Regions from separate parts of the Acanthopagrus latus genome. Here region 2 is linked to region 1. Evidence: chromatin contacts called from public Hi-C data. All regions are on one chromosome and are shown on one strand. Each heading gives the region's core, a stretch centred on a gene start, on an enhancer-like site or on the middle of the called end of the contact. The rest is flanking DNA. Distances are from core to core; before and after follow the strand shown.

Region 1 (3,921 bases), core at 911-3,410:
TAAAATAAATAATATATAACTTGTTTGCACTTTAAAAATATGTAAATGCAAATATATAAAAAAAATGAATAATGAATGATATCCTAAGGTATTTTTGTTGTCCTGATTTTAATATGCATCATTATTTATTTTTTTTATTACCAAATGTTTCAAATAAGAGACTTTGACCTTAATAACCACAATAACCCTTGAATACAAGTTATTGATAAAATGATCAAAAATGCAGGTAATATAATGGTCACTGATTATGTCACTTTGATAAGTCATGACATGAAAATACCATAGAAAAAATTCAATGGTTTAGAAATGGCAGATTTAATGTCAACATTTCAGCAACTTGACTGAGAATACTAATGACATAATTAATACAGAATACAGAATGACAATTAAACATTTCTGTGTTCAAATTAAACCACCGCAGAGTTGCCAAGTAGAGATACACTTGTTTTATACTGTGCAGGTAGTGCCCTCTAGTGGCTGCCTGACCGGATTGCACTTTAACGATGAGAGGCACAGCACCCTGCTGATGACACACTGATAAATAACTCCACCACAGATGCTCTGATGAACATGTATGGCTACAGCGTCGCCTTACTTTTTTCTGCTGATTTGATCCGATGACAGAAATGATAAATGTCCTCATGCTCTTCAGTGTCTCAGAGAGTCCTCAAGGACGCGACCCCTCCGGCCTGTCGCTGGCTGTCTCTGCCTGGTTGCCTCCACAGGGACTCTTCATGCGGAGCACAGTACACACACCTCTTACCGTGAACAGCAGGGAGATGGCGGCAAAGTATGAGGCGTAGATGAGAAACTGAAAAGAAATGAGAGGATACATTGCACTGTGGGTGATAACTCATAAATGAATGAATCTTTCCATCCAATTATTCCCTGTTGTCTCTTGTGGTCTGTCTCACTCTGTATGTTCATCGAATGCCATTCAAACAGCATTTTGTTGTTGTTGTTGTTGTTTTTTTATCAGTGCTACTCAATGTCTTCATTTCATTTTCTCTGCACGGTTTACATCACTCTCATTTGCATTAATATTGCTCAATTTCCAACTTATTGTAAAAGCTAGTATTAAAATGTTTCTGATCCTCTATGAGTAGGCTGATGTAACACAGGCAAAGAGGCTAAAATCATCTACTGACTGTGTTTGATTGTGTGTGCTGCAGGACCTGCAAGTTTATTTATTTATTTATTTACTTTTTACCTGTGAGGTGATGGTGAGCTTCAGAGGCTTGGTGTTGATAACAGTGGCAGTGAGGACACTCTGGAGGACTGTGGCAACAAATTTGTTCACCCCGAATACCAATGCATAGCACCTCCTGCTCAAAATCTGAAAACTGTAACATAAATACTGTACATCAGATGCTGGGTAGAATTAAAGTGTTGATTTATAAGATGAATCTAATTACTTCTATTCACATTTAAGGTTATACGACAAAGGATACTTAGATAAAGGTGAATCACAGTATGGTACATTTTAAAAACCCAGCCAGACTCTGTAAGGTAATGCTTTTTGGTTTTGCAGGTAATATTAACCATAGTCACCGTCTTAGTTTAAAGGTGTAGTATGTAGGAATTGGCCATCTTTTGATCTGTTACTCCCAACAAACAAGGACAGCATATCACCAGAGTAGCTAACTGCTAATTTTATTCTGTTTATGACTGTAGCTGATGTTATCTTGTTAGCTAGGTTAGCTGTGGAGCTTTCAGAAGTTTTGGTGTGTACAACAAAATATATGCATGTCTTGAAAATTGCTAATTAGCATTAAACTCAACATGTTGCTGAGGCTGGTGGAATGTCATGAGTAGTGATTGTACATTTGTGGCACAACACATTTAGATTCTGCCCAGAGGATTCATGCATTCACACAGATACACAGTATTGATGAGTTGTTCAGCTGCAGTCCTCATATCAATACGTGGGAGCTCACATGTTATGAATTCTTACGTGCAGATGGCCGTGAGGAGCAAGTACAATGTTTTGAAGAGGGTGAAGCATGTGTGGCTGATCCAGATGTTGTTACTCTGACCCATAAGGAATATAACCGGGGCAATCAGAAGTGTGAAACCCCCCAGGACCAGTTCCCCCCACATGGACCACTCCAGAGATATGTGTCCCACAGCAACAGTGGCCGCGGCTCCTGAAGGAGAACACTCTGTGAGTCAGTGCAGAACTGTAGGGTGACTGGGGAGAACATGGCAGAGCCCTCAGAGACCAGAGACACAAACACTTAATAAGATGATGTTTTCGGATTGGTCAGATTGTTTACTTTAGGCACAATGTGGGACAAATAAATGAACTAAATAAACTCTGATGAAAATTCTGAATTTTCTACAATACTTCAAAATGTAGTAAGGAAATGAAACTGCAACAGGAACATCATTAGAACAGCTGAAACATTCCAGAGGTCCAAAGTCCAAGGGTTCTGAAATGTTCACAGATTTTTCTGTCATTAATATTTAAATGCAATATATTCAATATTATGGTTAACTCTGATTCCTGTCCCAGCAGATGAGAACAACTTGCGTTTTCTTGAATGTTTTAAGTCATTATTCTAAAAAAAGATACATTTTTAATTCTGTTTTATCATAAACTGTAATACTGTTATGGGTAAAAAAGATTCAACATATAACCTATGATGTTTTTAGCTTCTCAATACTTACTGAAATCAAATATAAAGTCAACTTTTTGAATAGCCCATCGGACACACAGTCTCTCAAGGAGTCATTTTTAAAGCGCTATTTCCATCATTGATAAGCGAAAACATATTATTGAAAAACTCTGTGAATAAGTCATTGTTGTTTCTCATTTCAGCCACAGGGTGGCACAGTGCAGCCCTGACGCCTCACACAGCTCCTGTCACCACAGCAGAAGGAGTTATGAGGCCCCGTTCCCTGTGGATGGATATGAAGTCAGGGACTCAAGTCAGTGAGTCTTTGGGGCATTGATTATTTTGAGCTCTCTTTTTTTCATCCTCTTTTTCATCTCCAGGTCCCCATCTCTGCTTCACATACTGATTTAACTTGGTTGCTACATGCATCATATGTTCTTTCTAAGTCGTGCTGCAGATTGAAATAAACACTAAATAAAAACTGAGTTGCGTTCAGTGACCCGAGCGTTAATAATCTCTGAGCCCCAAGAGACATGGATCTACTCCAGAGGAGCTCTTTATCCACTCGAATATAAAGAGAGGATGAGTAGAACTGCTCTGGTCTTTTAAATGTATACATTGCCTTTGATTCTTTGATCATCCGCAGTCAATGAACGCTAATAGTCCAACACCCAGGCTAGTCTGTGTATTTAACATGTTCTTTATCAATCCCCCTGACTCCGATTAGCAGAGGGGGGTCAAACGCAGGCTGAATAATTAGAGCAGTTTCCACTGCAGCATCAATTGGAGGCTTAGCAGGGTCAGAAGGGGCCGGCTCTATAGCTTCATAGACAGGGATCAATAATGCAGCTGGGCTGTACATTATGTTCAAGCCGCAGGAATTCAAGCTAAATTGGGTAGGTGCTTGAAGTTATTCAATAATTTAACCCATTTTATGTCTCACAGAAAACCATCTGTATCTGACGCCTCCGTTACCCACAAAGCCACTTAGCCACTGAATGACATCACTGGAAACATTTTATCAGATAATGTGTAGCTTCCTCTGGAGCTACAAAAAACTTTATACTTCTTTTTTTTTTTTTTCTCAAATGCAATAGTAGATTGGTGGAGTTACCCTTTTAAGAGATCTTGTAACATAGACACCATGTCCTCAAAGTATGACATTTATACTGCTGTAGAAAAGGTTACTTCTCCCTGGGTATTTCCAGTCCAAGAACTTCTGCATAGGGAGATGATTGGGGCAGATAGTGGCTGTATACAGAGCAGCATTTTCACACCAGAAACAAGGCCTCCTGTCCTATTT
Region 2 (3,921 bases), core at 569-3,068, 130 kb before region 1:
GTTAAAGCATATTTTAAAAGTATATTGTTCCCTAAACAAAAAAAATTGTGATAGTAAAAAAGAATAATAACGTTTAATTCATTGTTAGGCTGATGTCACCACCGACTGAATTAGTATTAACCATCATTAACCAGAGTTAATGAGTTACAGTAATTCATACATTCATGGCGGTGGCTGCCATGCAAGGTGCCGACCAGCACATGAGGAGCAGTTTAGGGTTCAGTATCTTGCCCAAAGATGTGCAGACCAGGGTGTAGGGATCAATCCGTACACCCTGGTCTGCACATAAATAACCACTGAAGGTTCACCCAAGATTTAGGTATTCTATGCCAGTAGCAGCCAAGGATCAAGCTACAGAGATCTGGTCAGCTTGCTTGTTTCTAACTGCGCACCAAGTTTTTGAAAACCTTCCTCACTCTGATTCTTACAGTGAGGTATAGAGAAAGGGACCAAGTTAAACACACAGTTACTTTAAAGAACATGGCAGATTTTAAAAAAAATATGCAAAGTATAAAGTTGTTTTGCCGTTTTGGGGGATTTTAACAGAGGTGGGAGTAAGTTACGTACGTGTCATAAGCAAGTCTCAAGTCTTAACCTTCTAGTCTCAAGCAAGCCCCAAATTACTGCGATGAAAATCAAGCAAGTCAAGTCGAGTCATGGCTAAGGTCAAACAAGTCACGAGAAGTTTGTTTGAATGTATTCTTCATATCTGTAGACACAGTAAACAGAAGAGAGTGGTTAGTCAATAATATGATGTAATTGCATAGTTGATCAATTTTAGAATCTTTTTCAAACCCATTAGTACAAGAATAAGATTAGATTAATATCAACCCTGAAACTGCAGCATACTGCACATCCTGACAGCTGAGAACATTACTCTCAGGTATTGTTCCCCCTCTCCCTCCATAAAAGGAGGCACAAAATCACAGGACATGTCTGTTCTGTCCTGAAATGTGTGTTTCTCTTCTATAAAACACATTCTACATTTCGGACGCAATGTCTTTACACACGGCCCTTTCAAACAGGGCAGAGCTCTGTGAGAAACAGCAAGAGAGACACAGACACAACACCAGAGGGAGAAGCAGATCAGTCGCGGACGTGCACGAAAAACAAGTGCGTCGCATCGAATGTGTGTCAGTATGGCATCGTGTTGGTTTGCCTGCCTACATTTAAAATAAAGGCTTTGTGCGCACCGAAGATGCTATATCTGAAACACACACACACACACACACACACACACACACACACACACACACACACACTTTAACCAATACGGAGGCCAAGATCACCCAGGCATGAAATAATCTTTGATTCCAAATTTGATGATTTTCAGAGCTCCCTCCGTGCTGCCTCTCCTCTGCTGATCCTGTCTGCCACAGTGCCACTCTGGCACGCCCGCCATCTGCCAGGCTTGCATGCACCGCGTCATACAGGGGCAGAGGGCAGAGTATCAAAAACGAAACATCTCAACATGCGCAAAAAAGAAAGAAAGAAGGAAAGAAAAGCCAAGACTTTCGAGTCATCTGTGTCAAGTCTAAGTCAAGTCTCAAGTTATGAATGCCAAGTCAAAGTCAAGTCGAGTCTTTCATCAGTGTTAGTCAAGTAAGTCTCAAGTCCTCAAATTTGCGACTAGAGTCCGACTCGAGTCATGTCATGTGACTCGAGTTCCCCACCTCTGCATTTTAATTCAGAGATGTTCCATATTTTAGCTTTAATAAATCTTGTGACATATTTGGAGCACAAGTTAGTATTAATGAAAGCAATATGAATAGACACCTGCTCACCTGGAGGAGTGTTTCCCATGCTTTAATTTCTTATGTATGATGTGAAGGAAAAAGATATATTGATAAAGTGCAGTCTTGGTGGGTTTACTTGAATAAAGTGAGCTGCACATTAGATTCCAGTCGCTGTTGTTTCCCCCTCTCTGTGCTGACCCACTGGGATCAAGTGTTCACTGTGCTGGTGGGCCAGTCGTCCCTCAAGGAGATACAACACAGTTCAGTGAGTGTTCTCTGCAGTATGTCTCATGCACAAACACACACACACACACACACACACAAAATCTCTTATGGTGTTACATAACATGTTGTTCTTTTGTTATTGTTTGGTGTAGCATTAGTATGGTAATGTAAATTCGCCAATCAGTAATGTCATGCAGATGTCTTCTCTTTGCTCTGAACAGTGACACACCTGCTGTGACATAACTGACTGGAGCGTAGCCACGCTCAAATGTTGCTCCCCTCTAGTGGAAATTGTGAGCTTGTGGTTGTGAAGTGGGGTACGTATGTGATATGCTAACTGTTGCAGTGGTAAAGTCGTGAGACCACCGCTGCCAGGTTACGGTGTCAGTTTACAGTTAACCAGTCTATTGAGTGGGTAACTTACAGTAATGCCGGAAATACAAAGACATCATGATCAAATCAGGCCGTTGGGACTATTAACATTTTCTCAGCGATATTTCATAATTACAAAGAAAAACAAGAATGTTAACGTACCATACACTGGAAAATAAACTTCCATGGCCTCAGCCATTTCTGAAAATGTGCAACTGCATCACAACTCGTAAACTTGAAGCTTTCATAAAATTTCCACTGAAGAGGTCCCATTTGAAGGCAGTATGCGTCAAGAGGTGGGAGACCTAATACTTAAAGAGATAGTTTGTGTTTTTTGAAGTGGAGTCGTAGAAAGTACATATCTATAGTCAATCTGTTCCCTGCCGTAATCACCGATCAGCACAGCCTCAGTTTGGAGAAGCAGAGAGCTGCTCCAGCCCAGATGTTTGCTGCTTTGTATTGCAGTGAACGGGGTCCAGAGAAAAAGCAAAATAAACCACCTAAAACAAGGCTTATCTTAAAAATCTGCAACAGTTCAAGTATATGTTGTATGAGAAAATTCACACTGTTTTACATCGCCGTCAGACCTGCCTTTCTTTTGGCACTACATTTTCTCAACCGTAGAACCTCTGTGTACTTTATATGACCCCACTTCAAAAAACATGAACTATCCCTTTAAGTTCTGTACTCAAACTTGTGTGTACTGGCACTTGAGAATTTCAATGCTTGAAAACTTTTATAATAAATAGATATAGAGTTTTTTTTTTTTTTAATCCACAACCTGTATGGTTGTCTACTCAAAGGATAGCAGATAGCTCATACCAATAGCAACAGCTGGATTAGAAAACAATGTTATCTTTGAATTGCTAACTTTTCAAGAACTGTGGAAAACTTTCCATTTATTGTTTGGTTTGACTGCAGAGTTCAGTCTCGCCAATCTCATAAATCCCGTGGCATGCAGCTGTTTAAGTCCAACATGCTGCAGACAAATGGGCCAGACATTTTTCTGAGAAGCTGCAGACTAAATCAGATCTAGAAAAATGAACATTGGACCCATCAGAGCAAAAGGTAGGAATCCAAATGAATGCTAATGCTGCTCTGTCTGTGGTAGGAATGCAACTGCCTCCCAACACATTTGCCATAATAGCTAAAATGATAACATGTTGCAGCTGAGCAGCTGTCAACTTGTTGTGGAGTTTTTCTGCCCCCTAGTGGAATCACATTGAAAAAACTCACCTTTAACATGGTAACAGTTAACTCTGACACAAACCACTTTCTTTTGTTAAACATTGTATATCAGTAATGCTTGTTTACATTCACTGAATGATCTTTTTAGTGCAGACTTGTTACAGAGTTGTATTGTTCCGTTGTTATTGTATGAGTGATTTCAACCCATAAAAAGCAGCACAGCAGCAGGTTTGTGATTCTGTATTGAATCACCTTTAAAGGATGTGACTGCTACACCGCCGGTCTGATTCTAATGAACCTGGGAAGGAGAGAACTGCACGTGTTGCTGCTGACTGGCCAAAGAGTGCCTGAATCAGTCATGGTGGATGACAAAAATACTTATTGACTCAAACCATTGAAA

What was found. Hi-C and Micro-C count contacts between places; a contact is called where the count stands out from the background.
Region 2: a Hi-C map of muscle shows a contact between it and region 1, with 5 times the contacts expected there. The contact joins the promoter of LOC119028804 here to the promoter of LOC119028787 in region 1. A contact is called at or near these places in 2 of 4 Hi-C or Micro-C datasets (liver and muscle).

What each region holds. Positions count from the first base shown.
Region 1 is chr11:27,293,698-27,297,618 of fAcaLat1.1, reverse strand. LOC119028787 (thiamine transporter 1-like) reads right to left here and starts at 2,160. Exons shown (of 4, transcript XM_037115056.1): 1 at 1,955-2,160; 2 at 1,211-1,343; 3 at 596-811. The coding sequence starts at 2,100. The coding sequence ends at 668.
Region 2 is chr11:27,424,056-27,427,976 of fAcaLat1.1, reverse strand. LOC119028804 (mast cell protease 1A-like) reads right to left here and starts at 1,818. Exons shown (of 5, transcript XM_037115075.1): 1 at 1,785-1,818. The coding sequence starts at 1,803.